Linked DNA regions of Mus musculus: region 1 is linked to region 2. Evidence: chromatin contacts called from public HiCAR-type data. All regions are on one chromosome and are shown on one strand. The core of a region is the stretch at or near the end of the contact, and the rest is flanking DNA. Distances in the headings are between cores, read along the strand shown. Region 1 holds the start of Efcab11 (EF-hand calcium binding domain 11). Region 2 overlaps Foxn3 (forkhead box N3).

Region 1 (5,890 bases), core at 1,078-3,577, 670 kb after region 2:
TGGGGAGAGGAGTTTGGGGGAATTCCAAGCAGACTTGAGTGCTACTTCTGCTTGATGGTTGTGGTTTACTCTTTTGTATTTGGACAGTGCCTTGACTCTGATTAGTTCCAGTCCGGCAGCTTAACAAGAATGGATCTGTCTCTAAACTGCTTATAACAGGCAAGCAGAACAGCACAGAGACAGGGGTAAATAGGAAACTATCATACTAAAATAGAAGGTTCACTGGGGCTCAGCTGTGGTCTAATTACTGAGGAGGTGTGCAGCCTTTTCGGGAAACTAACAGCCAGAGTATTTCAAGTCCACCCTCCACAGGGTGTACTTGTGGAACTCAGGGAACGTGTGGAAGAAACAGGGTGGAAAGAGTAAGAATCAGAGGAAGTGGGGGTAGTGACACGCAGTGCTGGCTTCTGAGCACCATATGGTTTCTGCACCATTGAATTCACAACAGCTGTGATTACCTGTACAAGACTTGGCCTGTCAAAACCCTGCCAAGGAAGGCAGAGGGGCTATAAGGTGCCCACCTTCTGTAAACCACCCTAAGGAAGCTCACTGGGCCACAATCTGCCTGCCTGCCTGCCTGCCTGCCTGCCTGCCTGCCTGCCTGCCTGCCTGCCTGCCTGCCTGCCTGCCTATCTATCTATCTATCTATCTATCTACCTACCTACCTACCTACCTACCTCTCTAAAAAAAGAAAAAAAGAAAGATAATTAAAGTCAAATGTGTACATCCTTAGACTTAGCAATTATATTTCCAAGAATTTTGGTATCTTCATTTCTTTGTCATTGTTCTAAAATGTTGTCTCATTGTGTAGTCCAAATTGACCTTGAATTCCTGATCTATCAAATGCTCCCAAGTACAGCAATTACATATCCATGATTTATTCACACTCACATACACACCCAGAGGCACATGTGCGCATGTATTCCACAAAAGGCATGATCTATGGGTGTATGTAGATGTAACATGATGATCACTGAGACAATGCTTGCAGGTTAATCCAAACAACAACAAAGGGTAAACTGGCTAAAGAGAATATTGTACAACTGTATTTTAAGATGGTAATGTGGTTTGCTTTGGGTTTGTTGCTAAGTGGAAAATGGATGTTAAGATAAAACAGTGTGGAACTTCTGTAGAAGATTGTGCCTATACCTGTATGTAGAACAATACAGAAGAAACTGGTTAACCCCTGATAAGTGGGACCCCAGTCTAGCGTAAAGAGAAGGGATCTTGTGGACTGTATGAACATATTACTTTTACCAATTAAATAAAGCCACCCAGAAACTTTACTATACGTATCAGCTAGCCGGTGGATTCTTCCTCTTACAAGACCACCTTCCCCTCCCAGACTCCCACTCTCTACCACCCTATATTTCTTATAAATACTCGTGGAGATGTTTGTTGCCTCTACTGGCATAGATACCTAGTTTGCACCTGTTTGGGCCTTTAAAGGGGGGAGGGGTTTGCGGGGAATTAGGTGGTGGAGGCATTTTAGGCTTATAAATCAGAGATTTGCTCTACAGGTATCAGAAAGTATTCCTGGCCAGTTTTCTTAGGATTCATTTCTACAGCATTATCCGCCCCATCTAAAGAAGGGAGAAGAGGAAGGGAGAGAGAAGGAGACGAGGGGAAGAGAGGAAACGTTCTAACCTTGGAGGGTTTGTACCCAAACAGCATTACAATCGCAACCTTAAAGTCCTCTCGGCTTAGGTAGCCTTTGTTGTCTTCATCGCATGCTTTAAATACCTAAGGAATATTAAACATCTACAGTTAGTAAGCCAGAAACCAGAAACACAGACATCTTAAACTCAACCTGGTTGTGGAGCTTTCAAAATGCAGTTTCAGTACTCTAGTTTTAATTCTCAAGCAATATAACCGCCGAGTTAAAGATTTCCCTCTGTCCCCTCTCCCCAAAGTTTAAGGAACTTGACCAAGTTTAAGGGGCTGACAAATCCATTCCTCTAAACCGCTGGAATAAACTGTACTCGAAAGCTCAGTCCTGGGATTGGGAAGGTGATGGGACGGATAGGAGGTCGAGGTGATTATCCGTGGACAGTGTGGTGGGCGGGGAAGTGATCAGAGTCCTGCAGCAATGCCAGAACCAAGAGGGGTGACAGAAGTGGCCCTGGTCAGGCTTAAGTCTGAACTCGGGTCGCGCTCCCACACCTACTTTCACCCATTTCCTGCGTTCTGAGGCGCTGGCTTCGCCTGCTCGGGGCCTTGCGCCTGCCTCTGACAAGAACATCGCCACCGACACGGAGACCAAGCCAGGCGTCTCCTCCGCTGCAGCGAGAACACAGACCAGCCACTGCGGCCTCGCCCACCACCGCTGGGACTCAACTTCGCCGCGCAACTCCAACGTCTCCTCCCATTGGTCAGTCTCCGAGCCACTGGCGTTGATTTCGTACTGTCATTGGTTAAAGGCGCTGTTTAACGATGGGGCGGGGCCTCAAGGCCCGCTCCCAGACCTTGGCCCCGCCCCTACTCGATTTTTCTTGTCTTAAGGGAGGTCTGGTACCTCTGGGCTCTCTTAACTCGTTTTGATTGCTTTCAGGCTCTCTCCCAAATTTACAATAAACTCTTTTTGATTATTCTGACCCGTGTCATTGCTAGATTTGGCAGGAGACACACGAAGAATGTGAAAAAAAAAGCACACAAACACAAATAATGAGTGAACACCAAGATTCATTTTTAAACTGCAAGTCTTTGGACGGCCTTCGCAGAGCAGCTACTATGTTTATTTTCGCCCTCTTGGTAACCCTGGCACGTAACACTGTGTCTAGGACAATTAAACGGAATGTCCCGTTTTTTTGAATGTTTACACAGAATTGATTATTCAACCCCCCGGAAGGCGATGCCTGACGTGAGGCTGACTTAAGGAACAGCACAAGAATCCCATACCAGACATCTTTATAGAAGATGAGGAATACCCTCTACCCTTCTGGCAAATCAGTGAGATTGACAAGAACATGACCGTTTCAAAGGAGAAACCTTCAAAGGAGGTTCTGAGTCTGATGGGAGCTCATTTAACTTTTTATCTAGCAGTCGATTTTAAAGTCTGAAGCAGCTGTCTTTTTCTACCGCTCACCCATCTCCCAGAGCACGCCGCTGTCTTAGCCTTGAGAGCCTGAAGCTGCCTAAAAGCATCCCCAGAATGGAGTCGTTGTTTGCAAATTAACCTCGAGAGAGAAGCTACCACAGCTTTCTGTTTCTCTCTTCTTTCAACAGGAAACTAGCAGAGAGTGAGGCGTTCATTCGGCTCTTTTCTGGTCCTCTTGGTCTCAGGCAAATGAGGCTGTCTTTAGGACCCAGTGGGGGGCTTCCGGAAGGGGAAGCGGCTGGCTAGCTAGGCGGCGGCGCCGGCGAGTTTGAACTGCGCGCATGCGCGGGCGCGCCGCGGGGCGGAGTCTCGGCGGCGGCGGCGGCGGCCTGGCGGGTCAGGTAGGTGTCTGCCGCTGCGGGCGCCGGCTCGGGGCGGGCTCTGGCGGCAGCGGCGGCGGTAACTCTGCGCCCGCCCTCCTCATGGCGGCGCGATGGCCGCTGCCATCAGATGTGGTAGTGGAAGGCCAGCAGGGCTCGGTGAGGACCGCGAGGAGAGCGGCGAGGCCGGGGTCCTTGGGCAGGGTTCCTCCGCTCTGAGTCCCGGGAGCCCCGGACCCTGCGCTCCTAACCCTTGGGACGCGCTGCAGAGCCGCTGGCCTTCGCTCCCTCCGTGGACCACGCTCCACACCAGGGACACCGCCGTGATATTGGGCTGTCTTGAGGTTGAAATGAGTCTGTACGCTTGGAATTGTGTCTGGGCAGAGCTGAGCGCTCGGGGAACGTTGGCAGCTTTACGATTTGCTTACTGTACCCCCAAATTACTGCTCCTTGACCATCGTCAGCACCCCACAGCCCAGCTCCTGCAGAAGCGTCCTTATCGCCACGTGTGCACAAAGTTGTGTTACATATGATCATTTTAAAAGACTAGACGGGCCAAGGCACTCTCACTGGGAGTCCCATTGTCTTTAGAATAAAATTCGGCTTTTAACTTGCCTTACTGTCCCCACCCCTTCTTTCTGGACCATTCCTGTGTTACAGTTAGAACCTAGCTACCTCCTCCTGGCCTTCAGCAGGTTGGATTCCATCTGTCTGGAATGTTTCTCGACTGCCTTTTAGCCCGCGGATTCCTTTCCCTCCCAGGTCTCATGCTATGCCACAAATGATTCCAAAGAAAAGTTATCCCTGTAAAATGTAGTGAGCATCTGTAGTCATCTTGACTTTTAGGCTTTTTATGTGTTAATGTGTGCCTTTCACCCTGAAATTAAACCTGTCTAGGATAGAAGCTTTATATTATTAACTCTTTATCCCCGACCTCAATTCTGCTTACTTCCCGGCTCAGAGGAAGGACCACCTTGGAAGAATCTGGTGCCTCTGTCTTAAATGTCTGAGGAGTAGTGTCTATATAGAAGAAATACTGAGTCTGCTCAGCCAACCGGGGAATAGTGGAAGCAAGGTTCTAAGCGGAGTGCCTTTTTTTTTTTCATCAGCTGTTGTGTGTGTGTGTGTTTGTACACACACCTATACAGGCAGTTTCCGACTGTCTTCCTCAGTTGCGCTCTGCCCTGTTCTAGTGAGTCAGAATCTCACAGAACCTGAAGATGGCGGCAGTTTTCTTTCTGGGTGACTGGCCAGTGAACTCTCAGACCTCCTTGACTATCACAATGTTGGGGTCATAGGCACAGGTATTATGCTGGGCTTTGGAACTCATGGCAAACCCTCTTATCCACGGCTCAAAGCTCTAGCCCTCCATGCATATTTTTAAAAGCCCTTAAGGAAATTTCTGATGACATTCTGAGTTTGCTGTCTGGTGAAAGGATTCCATAAGATTTTTTCCCCCATCTTGGTACAGTATCCAACACTGCCAAATTCCATTGCCTCGCCTGCCTTAGTTTTTATTTATTCTCTTTACACATATGCTGTTATTTTCTTCATATTTATTTGAATCTACTCCTATGTAAATACTTTTACAAAGTAGACTTTATTTTGCTGTGATAGCTGTAATGGAGCCATAAGCTACATTCTACTGACAGGAAAACAAGTGTTACAGGTGCCTGTGGAGGAGTCCGGGACCCACTGGGAGTTCAGAAGCAAAATGTAAAGCATTTTTTACAACTTAGCTTTCTCCTTGATTTAAGTAGAAATTGGAATTGGAGGGGGGTGCTGTTATGTGCCCAGTCGGTGGCAGGCCCCAGTTGCTTCCACTGTGGGAATCACTGCTGCTTTGATTCCAGGCTGGGACTTCGGTGGGTAGAGGGGTACACCTGTATTCTCCTTCTTTCGATGTCCCTTACTACTATTGTGACTTTGCACTTCTGCTATGCTAGGCACTGCCTGGTGAGATAGAAAATAAACTGTGGAAAGGAAGCCGTGGGGAATGTTATCAGGCTGGTCTTTGGTTCCAAAAGCTCCCTGGCCTGCTGGGAACCTGGTCCTGTTGGAGGGAGCAGTGCAATCGGATGCTGACCAGATCCACTCTTCCACATTAGAAGCCATTTCCTACACGATCTTGACATTTACATCGCAGCAGCTCCTCTCCAGCAGGAGAAGGACCTTGTTTGCATAATGAGGTTGGTAACCTGGTGGGCAGAATGACAAGGTACAAGTTCATTAGCTATTTCCTTCCATGGTAAACAGCCCTCCAGCATAGTTTTGAATGTCAGCCATCTCCAGACTTAAAGTTCGCGTAAAGCCTGGACCAAACAGGGGGCTTTGCTTTCTGAGAAATGTCTTTTTCAAAACTTCATTTCTGTTTATTTTACCAGCTCATTGTACATTATTGGTAGGGATGCCCCCACCCTGCCCCACCCCCCACCCCCCAATGTGGTTTTAGGAAATGCAGGTAACACTAAAA
Region 2 (5,873 bases), core at 2,212-4,711:
GCTAGGGTAAGTTCTAAGGTTGGTGTGGGGGTTATCGCCGCACAGATGGAGATGCCTGATGCCAAGTATAGGTGCCCTGAGGACTTGTTATGGGGAGCGCTGTCTGCACTGGACCTCGAAGGCAGAAAAGCAGCCCGCATACTCAGAAACGGTAAAAATAAATGCACTGCGTGCAAAAGGAAACGAAGAACATGGTCTTTGCTGCAGGAGGCCATCCCACTGTGGTAGTTTGAATAAGTAATGCCCTCCAGAGGCTCATGCATTTGAACACTTGACACTGTGTGTAGAGAAGGTGTAGCCTTGCTGGAGGCGGGCTCTGAGAGTGAACAGCCTGGCTCTGCTTTCCAGCCGACCCTCTGCTCTGTGCTTGTGATGGAAGGTGTGACTTTTCGGCTTCTGGCCACCGTCCCATCACAATGGACTCATCCCTCTGGAACCTTCTCCTCCTTGAGTTATTTTGGTCATGGTGTTTCATCCTAGCAGCAACAGAGAAGCAGCTAAGGAATGCAGGCACACTGGGACTTTACCCAGAGCAGCAGTCCGGAGCAGGAAAGTGGCCTGCAAGGAGGTGGCTAGGAACGCCAGGTCTGTGCCCCACTTCTGCCAGTTAATTGCTTTGTCTCTGAAGCAAGCTATGTCAACTCAAGTAAGCCAGGGATGTTTCACCCCCTGCAAGTGGTGTTCCCACCAAAGTGATCTTGCAGGGGAGGTTTACTGAGGTTAGAGACGCACTCATATCTAGGAAATGCGTGAGAGTCGGTATCATCGTCAGACCCACGTTCAACAGAAGAACCCCGAGGCACTGTGCCTCCCCAACCTCAGGTCAGCTGAAAACCCACAAAAGGGAACAAGACGAAAGCTAGACTGAGCTAGGCCTGAGCTGCGTTCCTGGTGACCGAGTGGCTAGGACAGCAATGACGACAGCAATGACGGCTCCTGTGATAATTTGGTTCCCAGGTACATACTGTCAGCATCACCCCTGGAAGGGAAGTGGGCCAATGGGAGTCACAGGGCACACTCATGTGGTCATGAGTCACCCGCCAATGAGGAGGACCCACGGTCAGAGGCCCATGCCCCATATGCACAGTTCTCTGCCTGAACGTCCAGACACTTCACACACCAGGACACTTCGGCAGGAAGGGAAAACAGGAAGAAACTGGCTCCAGCAAACACCTATTGGAGGCCAGGCTTTGGAGATACTCCTGACCCACTGTGCAGAGTCTAAGAAGGGCTCTGTGTAGCATGGCATCAGATAACACTGGGTATCCCACCCTAGTCAGGTGGCACAAACACACCTTGTAGGGTTGTTCTGAGGATTACATAAGGAAGGCTATGAAAACTGCTTAGCCTAGGGGCTGGTGATGTGTGCTTTAATGTCAACTCTGCTCCCATTATCCTTCAAGCAGCCCACATCACCTCTCCAGAAACTCCAGTGAATTATCTCTAAGGCACACGGTTTAATGGGGGAAATTCAATTCTTTCCAGTCTACTATGCCTTTGGTAGCTAGCCCTAACCCTACATACACATCTTCCCAATTAATGTGCTGTATTCATTTCAAAGCAACCTGGCAGCAGTAGCAGATGTGTGCCTGAGATTTGAAACTGCCTGGGAACGTTTACGTAAGGTGGCTCACCCTCTGAACCCAGCCCTCCTTCTCAGGGGAGCTGCTGAGTCTGGCCTCCAGTCCCTGCCATTTCTTGGTTTTCCTCACTGGCAGCACACTCCAGACTGAGATGGTGAGCATGCATGTGCCCGCTCACTGGCTGCCAAGAGCCAGCTGTGACACTTAAGTGTGCCTCCATCTCTTCTCCTTTCTGTCCCCACCCGCAAGTGTCAGGAATGAGGTCTCTGGAAACTGGCACAGCCAGTTCACAATGGCTCTGTGGAAAAAGGCATTGAGAGCCGTCTCCTTTTCCACTGAACACTAGGCAGGAATATGAGCCCAGTCGCCTGCCCTTAGCCTAAAATTAGCATCTTTCTTTCCCTTCTGTACTGGCTGGTTTTGTGTGTCAACTTGACACAAGCTAGAGTCATCAGAGAGGAAGGAGCCTCAGTTGAGGAAATGCCTCCATGAGATCCAGCTGTAAGGCATTGTCTTAATTAATGATCAATGGGGGAGGCCCAAGCCCATGGTAGGTGGCGCCATCCTTGGGCTGTTGGTCCTGGAGCTCTATAAGAAAGCAGGCTGAGCAAGCCACATGAAGCAAGCCAGTAAGCAGCACCCCTCTATGGCCCCTGCATCAGCTCCTGCCTCCAGGTTCTAGCCCAGCTTGAGTTTCTACCTGACTTCCTCCAATGATGGACTATGACCTGGACAAATAAACCCCTTCTTCCCAACTTGCTTTTTGTTTGTGGTGTTTCATTACAGCAATGGAAACCCTGACTAAGACCCCTTCTCTCACTATGCACCTCCTGAAAAAAAAAAATCAATACATTCAAAGACCAACACAACCCATCACCTCACGTTCTGAGATGGAGTTAGGAGGCAGCTCAGTCAAATACTAAAGAAAATACACATTTGAAGGCAACTTCTAACTCTGTGTGCTCAGTAGAAGAGGTCTAAGCATCCCTTTCTGGTCGACAGCATTCCCATCTTTTCTCCCAGCAACCCGGGAGAAGAGAACGGTTGCTGGAGCCACTGCACAGGCTTCAGCACCAGACTCCCCAGCACTTACTGGTTTTCTTAAATGTCTCCAAGGCCTTCTCAAATCAGCTAGACTGTGACACTCACACCTGGCCAGGGAGAAGCAGCATGGATCAGTGCATACTCGATGGCCATTGAGCTAGGGATTGCTTGTCCCTGCCCCCCTAGCACCAGAATTACAGGCATGTATTCCCTAACCCCAAACCCCACGTCTGGGACTCAGGTGCTCACACAAGTACTACTGACGGAGCCACTTTCCAGGGTCTAAAGCTCATTTCTGTTCTGAAAGGTCCGAGGCATAAAACAAACATTCCTGCACACTGTGCTGGCCATCAGCACTTCACCTGCCTCGCTCTTTGATATGCATCTCCCTTAGTCTTTGCAAGGTCTAAAATTAACCTCAGCAGGGAGCTTGCAGCTCTGCCATTGGAGGGCAGCCCTGGCTAACACTATGAGAGGCCATAAGTAGAGCAGCAGGCCATTCCTGCCATCATTCCTCCCCTGAAGGCACCCTTTCCACCTGCTTGCTTGGAAGCAGGCTGGGGAAGGGCTGTCACGGCAGGCAGGGCAGGCAGGGCACAACCTGTTTCCTGTGGTCTTTCTTCTGTGGAGCCCTATATAAAGGACATATACCCCGGTTCCAGACAGCATTCCCCACCCCTCTTGGTCCATTCTGCTGTTTTGTTTATTATTGAGAGTTCCGTCTCTGGGAAAATTCCAACCAAGGATTATATAAGCCTTTGGAGATGGCTTATGGTGACCTAGTTTCTCCACAGGGGTTAAAGATGATTCATAAGGATTGTCAAGGGAGCTACTAGGCAGGTGATTCAGGAGATGCGAGCAGCTGAGATCCGTCTACACCACCACGTTTTAGGGAGAGACTGGAGTAGGTGGATAGATTTTGATTTCAGAAGGTAAGATGAGTAGACAGCCATGCTCTTGGCTGTTCTGGAAGTGGCATTTTGCGCGCGATGGCCCTTCTTGCAGAATGTATCCCACACACTGAGTGACACCAGGGGCACGAACTGTTAGAAGCCAAGGCTTTAATTAACTGTGCCTCTCTGCAAATTGCAGTAGACAACTGAAACAAGAGGGGGTGACCCTCGGGACTGCAGTCCGACCCCTGCAGGGGGCACAGGGCTCCTGGGTTCTCACTAGCGTCTCAGGCAGACTCTTTTCTAAAACTCACTGAGCATTAGAGACAGTGTGCTGGCCCTGGCTTAGACTTTCGGATGCCAAACAGGGAAGAAATCTAAGGGGCTGCCACTTGGTGACCTGAAGTGCAGTGGCTACAAAGCACAATGACAAAGCGGGGTGGGGGGAGCCCTTTCTAGCAACCAAGCTAGCCTGTTAATTGCCAGGACTGAACAGTGCCAGGAGAGGAGGTGGGTAGCTTGCCACTCAGAGGGGCAGCTCAGGGGTGAAGCAGGAAGCTATAAATAGCAAGGCGCGAGGAGGCTCTATAAACAGAGCCTGGTCACAGCACCCAGCCCCAGGGAAGAGAGCAGCAGAAAACATATGGGGTTCTCAGAAGCCAGGCTGGCCAGCTCCTGACCATGGGAAAAGGTCTGTGTGAACCCACAGAGAGAGGGACACACAACCACGAGCTTCACTATGCACGCTGCCAGTTCTCCATCATGGAGGCTGGCTGTTGCCTTTATACATTTACTGAGGATTCATACCTAGGCCTGGGGCAACAGTAGCAGGGTGGGAGACAGCATCGTCATCATTCTGGCTCTGTATGATTTCTCCCTTTAGGGATCGAGGCACTGCCTCCAATCTCAAGGCAATAGACCAGCAACGTTGCCAGGCAGTAGTGGTACGCATCTTCAATCCCAGCACTTGGGAGGCCGAGGAAGGCTGACCTCTGAGTTTGAGGCCAGCCTGGGCTATAGAGCAAGCTCCAGGACAGCTACATAGGGAAACCCAGTCTTGCAAAACCACTCCCAACCCCAACCGGGCAATGTAGAGGAAAATAAAGCTATAGTTGGAATGGGCTAAAAAGACCTGTGGATATACTTCCCTCTGGTTGTGTCCACTAGGAGATGATGGATTTGACATGATCCCTAACTATGGCACGGTTCCAATCTTTAGGGGCTCTGCAGCCTGCCACTGACTGTGCTTACACTTGACCTCCAGATGGGAAGGCAGATATGAAGCCAGTGTCCACGCTCTTCTTGTTCTCAGTCCCCACTGCTGTTCCTGTCTCTGAGTGTGTCCTCTGGTGACCTTCATGGGCATCCCAGTGGTGCCTGCCAGGACCCTGGAGAGCCTTCTTGGCCTGGGCCCTCGAGAAGGGTGTGGCTACACTTTCACAGAATGTTGGTAAAAGCTTTCTTTTTAAAAAGCCCACTAAAATGATCCTACAGAGCTGGGTAATAGAGCTCCGTCAGAGTCCTGGTTTCCATCCCTAGCGCACATATGCACATAAGGTAAGGTGGTGCTTGCCAGAGAAATGGCGGCAGGAGGAGAAGTAGTTCAAGGTCATCCCTGGCTACACAGCAAGTTTGGGGGCCAGCCAGGATGACGTGGAACCCCACCCTAGAAAGAATGGAAAAAGAATCCACACCTTTAACACATGAGCGCTTTTAAAACTCAGTGCGGCACTTGGACGTAAATAGGACTGTGGATATTGCAGAAAGAGAATTACAGTTGGAGAGTTACAGGGATGGAGAGAGGAAAGGCTCGTTTGGCCAAGGAAATATCAAAAAGCAATCCTGTTAGCAATTCAGGAGAACCCAACCTGTGGTCAAGAGGCCAGGAATAAGAGACTTTCAGGAGAGACACTGAAGATCTGTTTAGTGCTCACTCCACACCCCTTGACTTTCCTAGACTCTCCATTCCCTTCTCAGCCTAGGGACCAGTCTATCTGAAGTACATACACATGAAGTAATACCCACAGCACACAGTGGCATCGAGCTGAGGAAGGGGTTTCAATTTACACAGCTCTGAGAGATCTGAGTGCTTCCACTAAGACAGGTCATGCCACCTTATCATAGGAACCTTTGCAGCCTGTGACTTGATTACCACTGGAGTCTATAATTTCTTCCTGAAATGTCATCTAAGAATGGATTTTAAGTACAGATTCCTCTGACACTTAAGAGCCACATTCCAGGCTAGCTAGGTGACCTGCTATCTGCTTAGCGGTAGAGTAGGCTGGCTGGAGGTGTGAGCAGCCTTGCCTTCCATAGGCCAGGAAAAGGAGGCTGGCAATGGGGAGTGAGTGTT

The links. HiCAR-type assays count read pairs that join an accessible place to other places.
Region 1: a HiCAR-type map of astrocytes shows a contact between it and region 2, with 4 times the contacts expected there. The contact joins the promoter of Efcab11 here to the enhancer-like site in region 2. A contact is called at or near these places in 5 of 39 promoter capture datasets (cranial neural crest, embryonic stem cells, frontonasal cranial neural crest and 2 more), 1 of 484 Hi-C or Micro-C datasets (bone marrow-derived macrophages), 9 of 115 datasets of contacts at active chromatin or transcription factors (astrocytes, bone marrow-derived macrophages, cardiomyocytes and 6 more) and 4 of 9 other capture datasets (adipose tissue, embryonic stem cells, liver and 1 more).

What each region holds. Positions count from the first base shown.
Region 1 is chr12:99,881,115-99,887,004 of GRCm38.p6, forward strand. Efcab11 (EF-hand calcium binding domain 11) reads right to left here and starts at 2,328. Exons shown (of 6, transcript NM_030172.2): 1 at 2,168-2,328; 2 at 1,648-1,743. The coding sequence starts at 2,242. Tdp1 (tyrosyl-DNA phosphodiesterase 1) reads left to right here and starts at 3,404. Exons shown (of 16, transcript NM_028354.5): 1 at 3,404-3,438.
Region 2 is chr12:99,212,565-99,218,437 of GRCm38.p6, forward strand. All of the region lies in intron 4 of Foxn3 (forkhead box N3), which reads right to left. Among named protein-coding and RNA genes, the nearest start is that of 4930474N09Rik, 53 kb to the left of the region's middle. Within about 2 kb of position 3,462, at least 38 of the 459 cell types and tissues checked have an H3K27ac peak or open chromatin away from gene starts, as enhancers often do. A contact at or near this core is called in astrocytes, embryonic forebrain and forebrain, where this site is marked.